Regions from separate parts of the Pan troglodytes genome. Here region 1 is linked to region 2. The links are chromatin contacts, called in public Hi-C maps. All regions are on one chromosome and are shown on one strand. Each heading gives the region's core, a stretch centred on a gene start, on an enhancer-like site or on the middle of the called end of the contact. The rest is flanking DNA. Distances are from core to core; before and after follow the strand shown. Region 1 overlaps C16H16orf96 (chromosome 16 C16orf96 homolog). Region 2 overlaps CDIP1 (cell death inducing p53 target 1).

Region 1 (5,945 bases), core at 820-3,319, 59 kb after region 2:
CAACCTCCTGGGCTAGGATGATCCTCCCATCTCATCCTCCCAGGGACCTGGGACTACAGGCATGCACCACCACGCCTGTCTAATTTTGGTATTTTTTTGTAGAGATGGGAGACCGCTATGTTGCCCAGGCTGGTTTCGAACTCCTGGGCTCAAGTGATCCACCTGCTTCAGCCCCCCAAAATGCTGGGATTACAGATGTGAGCCACTGCACCCAGGATACTGTTCTTTTTATCTCGGGTTTTGTTTTTTCGAGATGGAGTCTTACTCCATGGAGACTTACTTAGATGGAGTCACACAGGCTGGAGAGCAGTGGGATGATCTTGGCTTGCTGCAACCTCTGCCTCCGGGGTTCAAGTGATCCTCCCACCTCTGCCTCCCAAGTAGCTGGGATTACAGGCAAACACTACCACGCCTGGCTAATTTTTATATTTTTGGTAGAGATGGGGTTTCACCATGTTGGCCAGGCTGGTCTTAAACTCCTGAACTTCAGATCCACTGGCCTCAGCCTCCCAAAGTGCTGGGATTACAGGTGTGAGCCACCATGCTGGACCTTCCTTATCTTAGTTATTCTATTCATTACTGAAAATAGGAAATTGAAGTCTCGAACTATTCTTGTTAATTAACTATTTCTCCTTTTGTAACTGAGTACCCCCATTTTTCTAAAAGATAGTTTATTTTAAAAATTATTTTCTCTTCCTTTCTCCTTCCCCACTGCTCCCCACTTCCTACTTAGCCCTTTAGAAATGCAAAGAGAGGCTTGGTGAGTTGGCTCATGCCTGTAATCCCAGCACTCTGGGAGGCCGAGGTGGGTGGATCACTTGAGGTCAGGAGTTTGAGATCAGCCTGGCCAACATGGTGAAACCCCATTAGCAGGGCGTGGTGGCGTGCCCCTGTAGTCCCAGCTACTTGGGAGGGTGAGGTGGGAGAATCACTTGAACCCGGGAGGTGAAGGTTGCCTAGGTGACAGAGTGAGACTCTGTCTCAAAAAAAAAAAAAAAAGAAGGCAAAGATAGTCTTTGACCCCTCCTTCACCAGTCACTCCCTACAGGGCAAGTTCATGTAACTCCTGGAGAGTTAAGAAACAGATTTAGAGACCAAAGCACGCCCCTTATAGGATTTTCACCTGGGAACTTCCACTCTCCAGGGATTGCCTGAGAGCTCAGTCTCACCAGGAGGACATGTTGAAAGCGTGCCCATGGCCACTTTTACAACTTGCTTCTTCCCAGGAAGGTGCCAACTCAGCTGCCCAGTAGATAAGACATCACGCTCAAAAGGAGACCCCTGCCCTTGCTGGCTGTATCCCCTACGTCTTAAATGTGCCCACTTTTTCTCCAGAAGTGAAGCGGCACGTTTAAAGCCAGGGCGCTTTGTGCCCCTTCCCCAAGCTAGCTTCGGAATAAATTCACTTTCTTTTTGGTACCAGACCTTGCTCATGGTAACTGAACCCTGCAATGCAGCGAGCAACCAACGTGCTTTTCAGTTACACTTTCAGTTCTGTCAGTGTTTCCTTCAGGTATTTTATAAAGGGCTCTGTTAAGTGCATGTATGTTTATAATTATTATATCTTCCAGATAGTTTGGCCCTCTGAGTGGAAAAAAACTCAGTTTCTTTCACACTGTTCTCACAACACGCTTTTTTTTTTTTAGATAGAGACTCACTTCGTTGTCCAGTCTGGAGTGCAGTGGTGCGATCTTGGCTCACTGCAGCCTCTGCCTCCCAGGTTCAAGTGATTCTCCTGCCCCATCCTCCTGAGTAGCTGGGATTACAGGCACGCAACATCAGGAACTGCTAAGTTTTTTTGTATTTTTAGTAGAAACAGGGTTTCACCGTGTTGGCCAGACTGATATCAAACTCCTGGCCTCATGTTCTGCCTGACTTGGTCTCCCAAAGTGCTGGGATTATAGGCATGAGCCACCGCGCCAAGCTCGCAACACACTTCTGACACCAGATGTGTGAGGATTTCTCCCTACAGCAAGCAATCATTTCTGCAGGCAGGCTGCTTCCCCTTTTGCCCTCCAGAGCCAGGCTCCACAGGAGCCCGAGAGATCCTTTAAAATGTAAATACAGACCGGGTGCTGTGGCACTTTGGGAGGATGACGCGGGCAGATTGCTTGAGCTCAGGAATTCGAGACTCGCCTGAGCAACGTGGTGAAACCCCATCTCTACCAAACAAAAACAAAAACAAAAACAAAAAAAATTAGCTGGGCGTGGTGATGCACACCTGCGGTCTCAGCTCCTTGGGAGGCTGAGGCAGGAGAATCACTTGAGCCCAGGAGGTGGAGGTTACAGTAAGCTGAGATCGCGCCACTGCACTCCAGCCTGAGCCACAGAGTGAGACTCCATCTTAGAAACAAAAAGTAAATGCAACCCTGTCTCTCCTGCTCCTGATCCTCCAGTGGCTCCTACCCAGGGATGGGCTGTGCTTCCTCCCTGGCTGACATCTATCATAGAAGAAAGGGCGTGAGATGCTTCATGACGAGTAACTCCTGGTTTCTGGATATATTCAAATACAGAGTTGCCTCCTTCTCATCCAGGCCACTTGGAGATCAGAGCACTGTTGACTTTAGTAGCATCTCCTGGTCCCCTTGTAGGTTCCAGTCTAGGCCTTGGGAGAGCCAAGAGGACCTCTTGAACAACGGCTATCATCAGAAAGCTTCTGTACTTCACTTACCTTCTCCCCCAGCCATACTCGGCTTCACATTTTCTCCTCTTTTGCAGTCAATGCAGACCCTGCAGGACTTGCTCACTGATCTTCATGCACTCCAGGTCACCATCACAGCCCTCAGGAAAGAAGTGGACATGCTGAAGAACATGCTTGACAAGGTAGGCCCTCCCCCAGCATCCTCCATGCCAGCTGCGTTGCTCAGGCCTCTGGGGGTTGGAGCAATGAGGAAAATCTAGGAAGCTTACTGTTAGGCCAAGAGTGCAGCTGTGAGGGTGTGCTCATGTGGACCCTCCAATTGGCCAGTGCCACCGACTTCTCTGTGACCCCTCCATGCTTTGTTTGTTTGTTTTTTTTTTTTTTTTTTAAGACAGAGTCTCACTCTGTTGCCCAGGCTGGAGTGCAATGGCATGATCTTGGCTCACGGCAACCTCTGCCTCCCGGGTTCAAGTGATTCTCCTGCCTGAGCTTCCCGAGTAGCTGGGATTACAGGCACGCACCACCACATCTGGGTAATTTTTGTATTTTTAGTAGAGACAGGGGTTCATCTTGTTGGCCAGGCTGGTCTCGAACTTCTGACCTCGTGATCCACCCACCTCAGCCTCCCAAAGTGCTGGGATTACAGGTGTGAGCCACCATACCTGGCCGACCCCTCCATGCTTTCTACCCCAGTGTATTAACATGTTAGTTGTAAGTGACAGAAATCACGTTCATCCTGGATTAGGCAAAATAAGGGATTTATTGTCTCATTTACTAAAAGGTCCGGGGACGGCCAGATCTAGGTACTCATGCAATACTTATATTTCTTTTTTTTTTTTTTTTTGAGATGGAGTCTCGCTCTGTTGCCCAGGCTGGAGTGCAGTGGCACGATCTTGGCTCACTGCAAGCTCTGTCTCCCGGGTTCACGCCATTCTCCTGTCTCAGCCTCCCGAGTAGCTGGGACTACAGGCGCCCGCCCCCATGCCCGGCTAATTTTTTTTGTATTTTTAGTAGAGATGGGGTTTCACCATGTTAGCCAGGATGGTCTCAATCTCCTGACCTCTTGATCCGCCCGCCTCAGCCTCCCAAAGTGCCAGGATTACAGGCGTGAGCCACCACATCCGGCAATACTGACGTTTCTCAGTGAAACTTTCCTCCCAGTTGGCTTCATTCTCAGGCAGGTGCTCCTCAAGTCTTGGCAACAGCAGACTTATATTCCACCAACCTAGCAAAAAGAAAACCTCTTCCCCTTCTGGAAAGCTCTGTCCACATGGAAAGTGGAATAATCATAATAGTGCAGGCGTACATACAAGCTCCTTCTGTACTTCTGTAGCCAAAAACCATCAGCCAAGTATTTTCTAACACCCTACCATGCATGGAAGGACATGGAGTCCCTGAGACATGAGGCAGCTGTCCCCGTCACAACTGATGAGTCACAGCTGGGGTCTGAAGCCAGCTCTCCACACCCCCAGGTTTAACAACTTCCCCCAAATAGTGTAATTTTCTGTACCATCCCGGCTTCACAGATCAGGGCCTGTATTTGATCATCATGGCAACTGTGGGAGCTTCAGGCATGGGCTGGATGGCTCCCATCTAAGCAGAAAGAACGCTGTTAAAAGCTGCATCATGAGCTACTCAAAAGGGCCCCTTAGACAAAGCTGTTGGAGAAACCATGCCTTCTCAGCGGGGCCTGGTGTCTCACGCCTGTAATCCCAGCACTTTGGGAAGCCAAAGCAGGCGGATCACCTGAGGTCAGGAGTTCGAGACCAGCCTGGCCAACATGGTAAAACCCCCGTCTCCACTAAAAATACAAAAATTAGCTGGGTATGGTTGCAGGCACCTGTAACCCCAGCTACTCAGGAGGCTGAGGCACGAGAATCACTTGAACCCAGGAGGTGGAGATTGTAGTGAGCCAAGATTGAGCCACTGCACTCCAGCCTGGGTGACAGAGCAAGACTCCGTCTCAAAAAAAAAAAAAAAAAAAAGGTGGGGTCGGAGGGGTGGCGTGGTGGTTCACGCCTGTAATCTCAGCATTTTGGGAGGCTGAGGTGGGCAGATCACAAGGTCAGGAGATCGAGACCATCCTCGCTAACACGGTGAAACCCCATCTCTACTAAAAATACAAAAAATTAGCTGGATGTGGTGGCAGGTACCTGTAGTCCCAGTTACTCAGGAGGCTGAGGCAGGAGAATGGTGTGAACCTGGGAGGTGGAGCTTGCAGTGAGCCGAGATCACGCCACTGCACTCCAGCCTGGGCAACAGAGTGAGACTCTGTCTCAAAAAAAAAAAAAAAAGAAAAAAGAAAAGAAAAACAATGCCTTATTGGCCTGTCTCTTGGAGGTGTTTTTTTTGTTGTTGTTTTGTTTTGTATTCTTTTTGAGACGGAGTCTCTCTCTGTCACCCAGGCTGGAGTGCAGTGGCACGATCTCAGCTCACTGCAACCTCTGCCTCCCTGGTTCAAGTGATTCTCCTGCCTCAGCCTCCTGAGTAGCTGGGATTACAGGTGCAAGCCACCACGCCTAGCTAATTTTTGTGTTTTTAGTGGAGGTGGGGGCTTCACCACATTGGTCAGGCTGGTCCCGAACTCCTGAACTCGTGATCCACCCGCCTCAGCATCCCAAAGTGCTGGGATTACAGGCGTGAGCCACTGTGCCCGGCCCTCTTGGAGATTCTTAATGTGCTTTTGCTCATTCAAGGCTCTGGGAAGTCCTGCAGTACAGAAACCTGTTGAAATTTTATTTATTTATTTATTTATTTACTTATTTTTGAGACAAAGTCTCACTCTGTTGCCCAGGCTGGAGTGCAGTGGCGCCATCTCAGCTCACTGCAACCTCTGCCTCCTGGATTCAAGTGATTCTCCTGCCTCAGCTTCCTGATAGCTGGGATTACAGGCGCATGCCATCAGGCCCAGCTAATTTTTGTATTTTTAGTAGGGACGGTGTTTCACCATGTTGGCCAGGCTGCTGTCGAACTCCTGACCTCAAGTTATCCAACCACCTTGACCTCTCAAAGTGCTGGGGTTACAGGCATGAGACATTGTGCCCGGCCTGACATGCTTTCAAGCCTAGCATTTCCCAAACTTGTTTGCCCATGGAACCCTTTCCCACTCCTTGGGAAACACTGGATTTGGAACCCGTTCTTCCTTCTCAAGCTCTTAGTCACCTAGAGCCACAGGAAAAGGCAGGGGTGGGACAGAACCTGGACCCCCAGTCCACAGACTCAGTTCCTTTGACAGGTACACCCAGAAAGAATGGACATCTTTGCTGAAGACTTCAAAACACAGAACTGGAAGATGGTTGCACTG
Region 2 (6,515 bases), core at 1,829-4,328:
AGTAGCCTTTAGATGAGGCTGAACCTGGGGAAGCTTACTCTGTCCCCAGGTCCTGTCAGCTTCTACTGAGGCCTCCCAGGGCACTCAGGATGAGTATGCCCTGCCACAGTCTCATTCTCCCATGTTCCAGGTTTTCTGTTGCTTCTTGATAAAAAAATAACCAGCACCTAGAAATGGGGATGTACTCATGCCCTCCTGTCCGTGCTGTGGTAGTTTCAGTGGCTTGAGCCACCTCAGAGAAGGCTAGGCATGGGGGTACATCTCTGGTCAGTTCCCAGGGGAGACCCAGCATTTGGCAGCCTTCTTGGGGTACCAACATCCACACCTCCCCAGAGCTCATGCTAGGGAGGGAGGAGCATCAGGCAGTGCAGCTGCCGCCCACCAGTGCTGCTTGCTGTGTAGTTGGCACACCTGAGCAAGCTCACCTGCTCCAGCTCTCTCTCTCTGGAGGGCGTCCTCTAAAAGGAGAGTGTAGCCAGGCGCAGTAGCTCATGCCTGTAATCCCAGCACTTTGGGAGGCTGAGGCAGGGGGATTACTTGACCCCAGGAGTTGAAGACCAGCCTGGGCAACCAAGGTGAGACACCATCTCCCCACAAAATTTAAAAATTAGCCAGGTATGGTGGTACACACACGTAGGAGGATAAGGTGGGAGGACCACTTGAGCCTAGGAGTTTGAGGCTGCAGTGAGTTAGCCATGTTCATAACACTGCACTCCAGCCTGGGCAACAGAGACCTCATCTCAAAAGACATTTAAAAAAAAAAAAAAAGTATGGGCAGCCCAGAGATGGCTCAGTCGATCCTCTGCTCCTGCAGATATTCAATGAACTGGACCAGGCCGGCTCCACACTGGCCAGAGAGACCTTGGAGGATGGGTTCCCTGTACACGATGGGAAAGGAGACATGCGTAAATGCCCTTTCTACGCTGCTGAACAAGACAAAGGTAGGTCTGTGTGTCCTGACCTCCCCTCCTGGGGAAGGTGTAGCAGGAGACTCCACTGATGCCATGTCTCCTATTGGTGCTGCCACACAGGTGCCCTGGAGGGCAGCAGCTGTCCCTTCCGAACAGCTATGGCTGTGCTGAGGAAGCCCAGCCTCCAGTTCATCCTGGCCGCTGGTGTGGCCCTAGCTGCTGGACTCTTGGCCTGGTACTACATGTGAAGGACCCATCATGCCACACCGGTACCCTCCTCCCGACTGACCACTGGCCTACCCCTTTCTCCAGCCCTGACTAAACTACCACCTCAGGTGACTTTTTAAAAAATGCTGGGTTTAAGAAAGGCAACCAATAAAAGCCAGATGCTAGAGCCTCTGCCTGACAGCATCCTCTCTATGGGCCATATTCCGCACTGGGCACAGGCTGTCACCCTGGGAGCAGTCGGCACAGTGCAGCAGGCCTGGCCCCCGACCCAGCTCTACTCCAGGCTTCCACACTTCTGGGCCCTAGGCTGCTTCCGGTAGTCCCCGTTTTTGCAGTACATGGGTGACTATCTCCCCTGTTGGAGGTGAGTGGCCTGTAAGCCCAAGCTGTGGGAGGGGGCCTTGCTGGATGCTGCTGTACAACTTCTGGTCCTCTCTTGGACCCTGGGAGTGAGGGTGGGTGTGGGTGGAAGCCTCAGAGGCCTTGGGAGCTCATCCCTCTCACCCAGAATCCCTCTAACCCCTTGGGTGCGGTTTGCTCAGCCCCAGCTTATCTCCTCCGCGCTGTGTAAATGCTCCAGCACTCAATAGTGGGCTTTGCAAGCTACCTCCTTCCCTGCCTCCTGGCACCGGGTGGGTCAAGCCACCTCCCCATAGGAGAGTCCCTCAGAAGCAAGGGCATGTTATGTCTGTGTGGGGAGTGGACATCGTCCATCATGGCTCCCAGCAGCCACCTCCTGCTCTTGGTCTACTCTCCAGCACCTCTAGTCTCCAAAGCAAAGTCACTCTAACCGTCTTGCAAAGATCTTTAAAGTGTATCCAGCACTGCTATTTTTTAGCTCAGAAATACCTTAGAGGTTTCCTACTTAAAAGGTTTTTTTAAAATATATATATATATTTAAAAATAAGGGTTTTAAAAAAGCACATATTTGTATTTAAACAATTCATTCTCTAAAAGAGAAACGTGAACTTAAATAATTTTATTAATAGGAATCTACTACCTGTAAAAGTTTTATTTCAAAAAGGGTTAAAAAGTAGGGAAACTCTTTAAACTACTGACCAAGACTGCCACCTTCATAATTCAGATGAGTTAGTGCAGAGATGGCCAGGGCCAGAGGTGGCCCAGAACCTGCGTGTGCAGACTGCGCTCTGTTAGTCTTCTGCCTGTCAGCCTCGGCCGAGTCTGTCTTGCTTAAGGGTGCGCCTCCCCAGGGCTGGATGATGCTGTGCTCAAGCCTGCGGGTAGGAGGGCTCCAGCTTGCAGATCCCATGCGTGGATGCCATATATAGATGGTTGAAACCAGCATCAGAGGAAGGAAGGTGACCTTACAGCCACTGCCGAGACCAACGTGTGCCCTGGCCCAGTCACAGCTGGAAATCCCAGGGCTGGTCTACACCCGACTCTGGTTTCGTTTAATTAGGTCCTTACGTGTTGGTGTTGTCCCAGGCAGTTGGCATGGCATCAGCACTGAGGGTGTGAGACCCTGAGGACTCAGCCTCCCGTCCTGCCAGTAGACTGCCTGCAGCCCCACCCTCTTTCCCTCAAAAAAGAAGGAAGCCAGGCAAGAGAGCAGAGGCCCAGGGCGGGGGAGTGAAAGGGCCAATTTAATGAGAAACTACAAACTGAGACTGGGCCACGATTCACAGTGACAGGAGGCCATGCAGTGGCAGTGCGAGACCAGGAAGGACAGTGGCAGGATACAGCGGTCCAGGTGAGCAAGTTCACAAACCATTCAGGAAATAAAGACAGGGCGAGGCTGGTGTCCACCAAGGCAGTTCTACCACTTGTGGCTGCTCCTTCCTCGTCCCTAGCCCAGTGTGCCTGCAGGAGCAGGTGTGAGCAGGCACAGCAACAGCCTGTCAGCTGGGGCGAGGGGCCTGGCACTTACAGGGAAGAAAATCCATGGAGAAGGCTCTGCACATCCAAGCGCACCCACAAGGGGGACCCTCTGCCATCTCTTGCCCAGTTGGGACACACCAGCCACCAGGCAGAGGTCATACCCACACGCAGTGAGGACACAGGGCAGACGGGAAGGGGCTAGGCTCAGGGGCTCCTTCCGGCCCCAGCAATACAGGGTTCACAGAGGCATGGCCTGAAAGGGGGTCTGCACACTGACTCAAAGGGACAAGTTCCTTCTTAGCTACCAGGGTCTGATCATTCACCCAGGTACAGTGTCCTCTCTACCTGACACCAGGCAGCTCTCGGGCACTGGGACAGGGTATTAGACATCCTGGGCTTCTATACCTGAGAGTTCTGAGGGCCAGAGTTGGCAGTTTTACTTCCAGCCACCATGCCCCACCTCTAGCACCCCAGAGGCGCAATGTACCCAGAAACAAACCCAGGCTTTGTGACCCTGTCCTACGTGGGCCCACCTGACTCCAGACAACTTACCCATTCTCGGCCCAGCAGGTCAGAAACGCCTGTGGCCACAGGCCTGGGGACTAACTGGCTACTGCTCTGGCTGCTGTTGGTCCCAGGGGGAAAGAGTCTGGACTGAACCTGTACCTTGTTTGGAAACAGAGGAATCAGGACCCCAGCAGGAGACCCCTCCCAGCTTATCTTCCCGATCACACACACCAAGCAGACCAACAACACACAAGCTCATTGCCAGCCCCCTGCCACCCACTGACCCTTGGCCTTAAATCCCAACAGAATTTTTGCCAGAAGAGTCAGCTGCTCAGGTAGGGCAGGGTGAAGAGGACAGGACTTCTAGGGGATGGTGGCACGGCTCCCAGCCCCAAGTGGGAGCGGGAAAGTGACCACTGAGCGCAGGGAGCAAAGCACAGGGGGCCAGACTGACAGGCAGGGGAGTCCCGAGTCCCAGCTCCGTTAGCACAGGCGCTTGTACGTGTAGATGTAGGCTTTGCAGCTGGGGCATGTGTGCGTCACATCCTTGAAGTCATTGATGAGGCAGGGGATCAGGCAGCAGCCCAGATCACATCTGAATCAGAGACAGGGAAGAACAGGCTGAGGCCTGCTGCGGAGGAGGCAGAGGCAGCCAGTTGACCCTGGTGCAGCCCCCACCCTACCAATGCCCACACCACCTACCCCATGAAGCAACAGAAGAAACCCAGCACGAAATTCATCAAGCCAATCTCGTAGGAGATCTTGGTGGTGATGGCCTGCTGGCAGTGGGGACACACCGTCTGCACAGGCGCTCCCTCAAAGATCTCTCCCTGCAGCACTGTCACCGTGGTGGCAGCTCCTGAAGGGACCAGGACTGTGGCTGTGTGGCCCCCAGGGCCAGGGTAGGGCCCTGGCGTGTAGGGCCCTGGGGGGTAGTAGCCCATGGGTGGGTGGGGGCCTGGAGGAGGGTAGAAACCTGGAATGGCACAGAAGATGGAGGCGAGAGGTCACTGGCCTGCCACCTGCACCAGACAAAGAGATTGGCGCAAAGCCCCACGGTCCACAGCGCCCAGCGTGCAAGGCTACGCCTCAGACTTCCTACCGCCCTCCTAATGGGCCAGTGGGAGGCCTTACAGCTGGGGCCCTAAGTCAAGTGGGGCCACATTCTCCCAGCCCTTCCTGGTCCCCACCCCTTGGGGCCCATGACAGATGTGGCAGAGAGCCAGGCACATGGCCCGGTCCCTCTGCTCCTCTGTCTGTCTCCAGCATGCAAGGACAGGGCACTCAGCCTCAAGCCCATGACCAAGGGAGGGAAAGCCTTGCGGGTCACCCACCCCTCTGCTGCACACAAGGCGCCCCTCCCCACCCATGTCAGGTCCTGGTGTGCCAAGGACCAGCCCTTCCTGACCAGCCTGAATAAGAGCAGTCCCACCTTCCCACGTCCACAGTCCCTGTCCACACACAGCCTGAGCCCTAGGCAAGGGCTGGTTGGGCGTGTTGGAGTCCCTGCCCTACAGCAGATGCCCACCTGTACTGAGGACAGCCAGCGCAGGCCAGACAGCAGCCAGGAGTTCCCCATGCTCCCCTCAGATCCCTTCCCCACTCACCCGGAGGCATGTAGGTGCCATCTGCACTCATGTGTGGGGGGATGAAGCCAGGCTGGGGCATTGGGTGACCCGGCGGCTCATAGGGTGGGGGGCCAATGTCCGCAGGGGGCAGTGGCATGCCTGGAGGGGGCTGCATCACAGCTGGGGAGGAACGGCCTGGACAGAGAGAGGCAGAAAGAGGAGACTGAGCTGGAGCCTCTGCACGATGAGCTGGACCAGAGGCCACTGTTTTGGGACACAGATGGAGCCCAGGGGTAACCCTGGAGTGGGCATCACCACTTAGAGAGTCCCAACCATGCCATGGGGGCAGGGGGCTGCAATATGGAGCCTCAGGAACAGTGACCCCCTACCTGGGGTGGGCGGGGCTCCACTTTTCTCTTCCAGAAGTGGGGCTGTGGGGCCCCCAGGATAAGGAGGGGGAGGCTCGTTGGACATCTTCGCTGCTTCTCCTGGACATGGAGGGAAAACCCAGACATGAACTAAGCTCCCAGCCAGGTTCCTTCTCCTTCAGCCCTGGGGGGTGGCCAAGATGCTGCACAAGGCGTGTGACCATCCTCAGAAGGGTCTGCCTCCAGGCACTGGGGATCCCCCACCTTTCCCAGGGCCACCTAGCCCAGAGCCACCATCCTCACCTCTCAGTAGTCACCTGCTCTTCCCTGTTTGGAAGCTGGAGGGCAAGGACAGAACCCAGGAAGCAGGGCCCAGTGAGGTAAAGTCCCCCAAGGAGCCTAACTCAGCAATTGCCCCACACGAGAGCAGTTTGGCACCGAGCTCTCCCCTCCCCAAACGTTTAGCGGGCACTAAGGCAGTCGGAGGAGACACTGGATCGATCTCTGCCACAGGCTGCACTGGGAATGGGGATTCTGGGGGATTTCTTACCTCAAATCCGTGCTACCCAGAGAAGGGAGGCAGGTGAGGCTCCTTCAGCTGCTGGCCTGGATGGACAGGGAACAGGCAGGGCTCCGGGAGCTGTTTCAGGGGAAGGAAAGGCAGGGCCCTCAGCAGGGAGCAAGGGCTGCCAAGCCAGGGCTGGGCCCAGGGGCCTGGGCATACCACACAGTTCCTCCCCTTCCACATCAGGCTTCTCCCTAGCTGTCACTCTGTGCCATCCACACACCCGACCACCCCTCCATTCCTCGGTCCTGTCACAGGTCTGCTTCCTCCCTCCCCCAAGACTGTTGGCACCCAAGGGCCACGGCTGGGCCCTCTGCATCCCCTCCCACCAGGCCTGAGCTCCCATGCATGAGGACTGCCAGGCAAGCTGTGCTCTGGCCTGTGCCCTTCTGGTTTGTTTGTTGAGGTGGGGGTCGGGGGAAGATGAGTCAAGTGAAATCTTTTCCCTCATTTCTGTCACCAAACTCTCTGAGCACAGCTCAGAAAGGTGGGAAGCTTTTGCTCTTACTTAGCATCATAAAGGACTTGG

The links. A called contact is a pair of places that touch in the nucleus more often than the background predicts.
Region 1: a contact with region 2 is called in a Hi-C map of induced pluripotent stem cells, with 2.2 times the contacts expected there. The contact joins two enhancer-like sites. A contact is called at or near these places in 4 of 7 Hi-C or Micro-C datasets (blood, induced pluripotent stem cells and stem cell-derived neural progenitor cells) and 1 of 1 other capture datasets (stem cell-derived neural stem cells).

The regions. Positions count from the first base shown.
Region 1 is chr18:7,217,637-7,223,581 of NHGRI_mPanTro3-v2.0_pri, forward strand. It overlaps C16H16orf96 (chromosome 16 C16orf96 homolog), which reads left to right. Exons shown (of 17, transcript XM_009430227.5): 2 at 2,719-2,823; 3 at 5,877-5,945. Among named protein-coding and RNA genes, the nearest start is that of C16H16orf96, 15 kb to the left of the region's middle. Within about 2 kb of position 2,070, at least 2 of the 24 cell types and tissues checked have an H3K27ac peak or open chromatin away from gene starts, as enhancers often do. A contact at or near this core is called in induced pluripotent stem cells, where this site is marked.
Region 2 is chr18:7,157,808-7,164,322 of NHGRI_mPanTro3-v2.0_pri, forward strand. It overlaps CDIP1 (cell death inducing p53 target 1), which reads right to left. Exons shown (of 6, transcript NM_001243097.3): 2 at 5,972-6,061; 3 at 5,443-5,541; 4 at 5,093-5,248; 5 at 4,188-4,461; 6 at 2,073-4,080. The coding sequence starts at 5,527. The coding sequence ends at 3,969. It overlaps HMOX2 (heme oxygenase 2), which reads left to right. Exons shown (of 6, transcript XM_001168788.7): 5 at 815-941; 6 at 1,032-1,305. The coding sequence ends at 1,159. Among named protein-coding and RNA genes, the nearest start is that of CDIP1, 27 kb to the right of the region's middle. Within about 2 kb of position 3,079, at least 7 of the 24 cell types and tissues checked have an H3K27ac peak or open chromatin away from gene starts, as enhancers often do. A contact at or near this core is called in induced pluripotent stem cells, where this site is marked.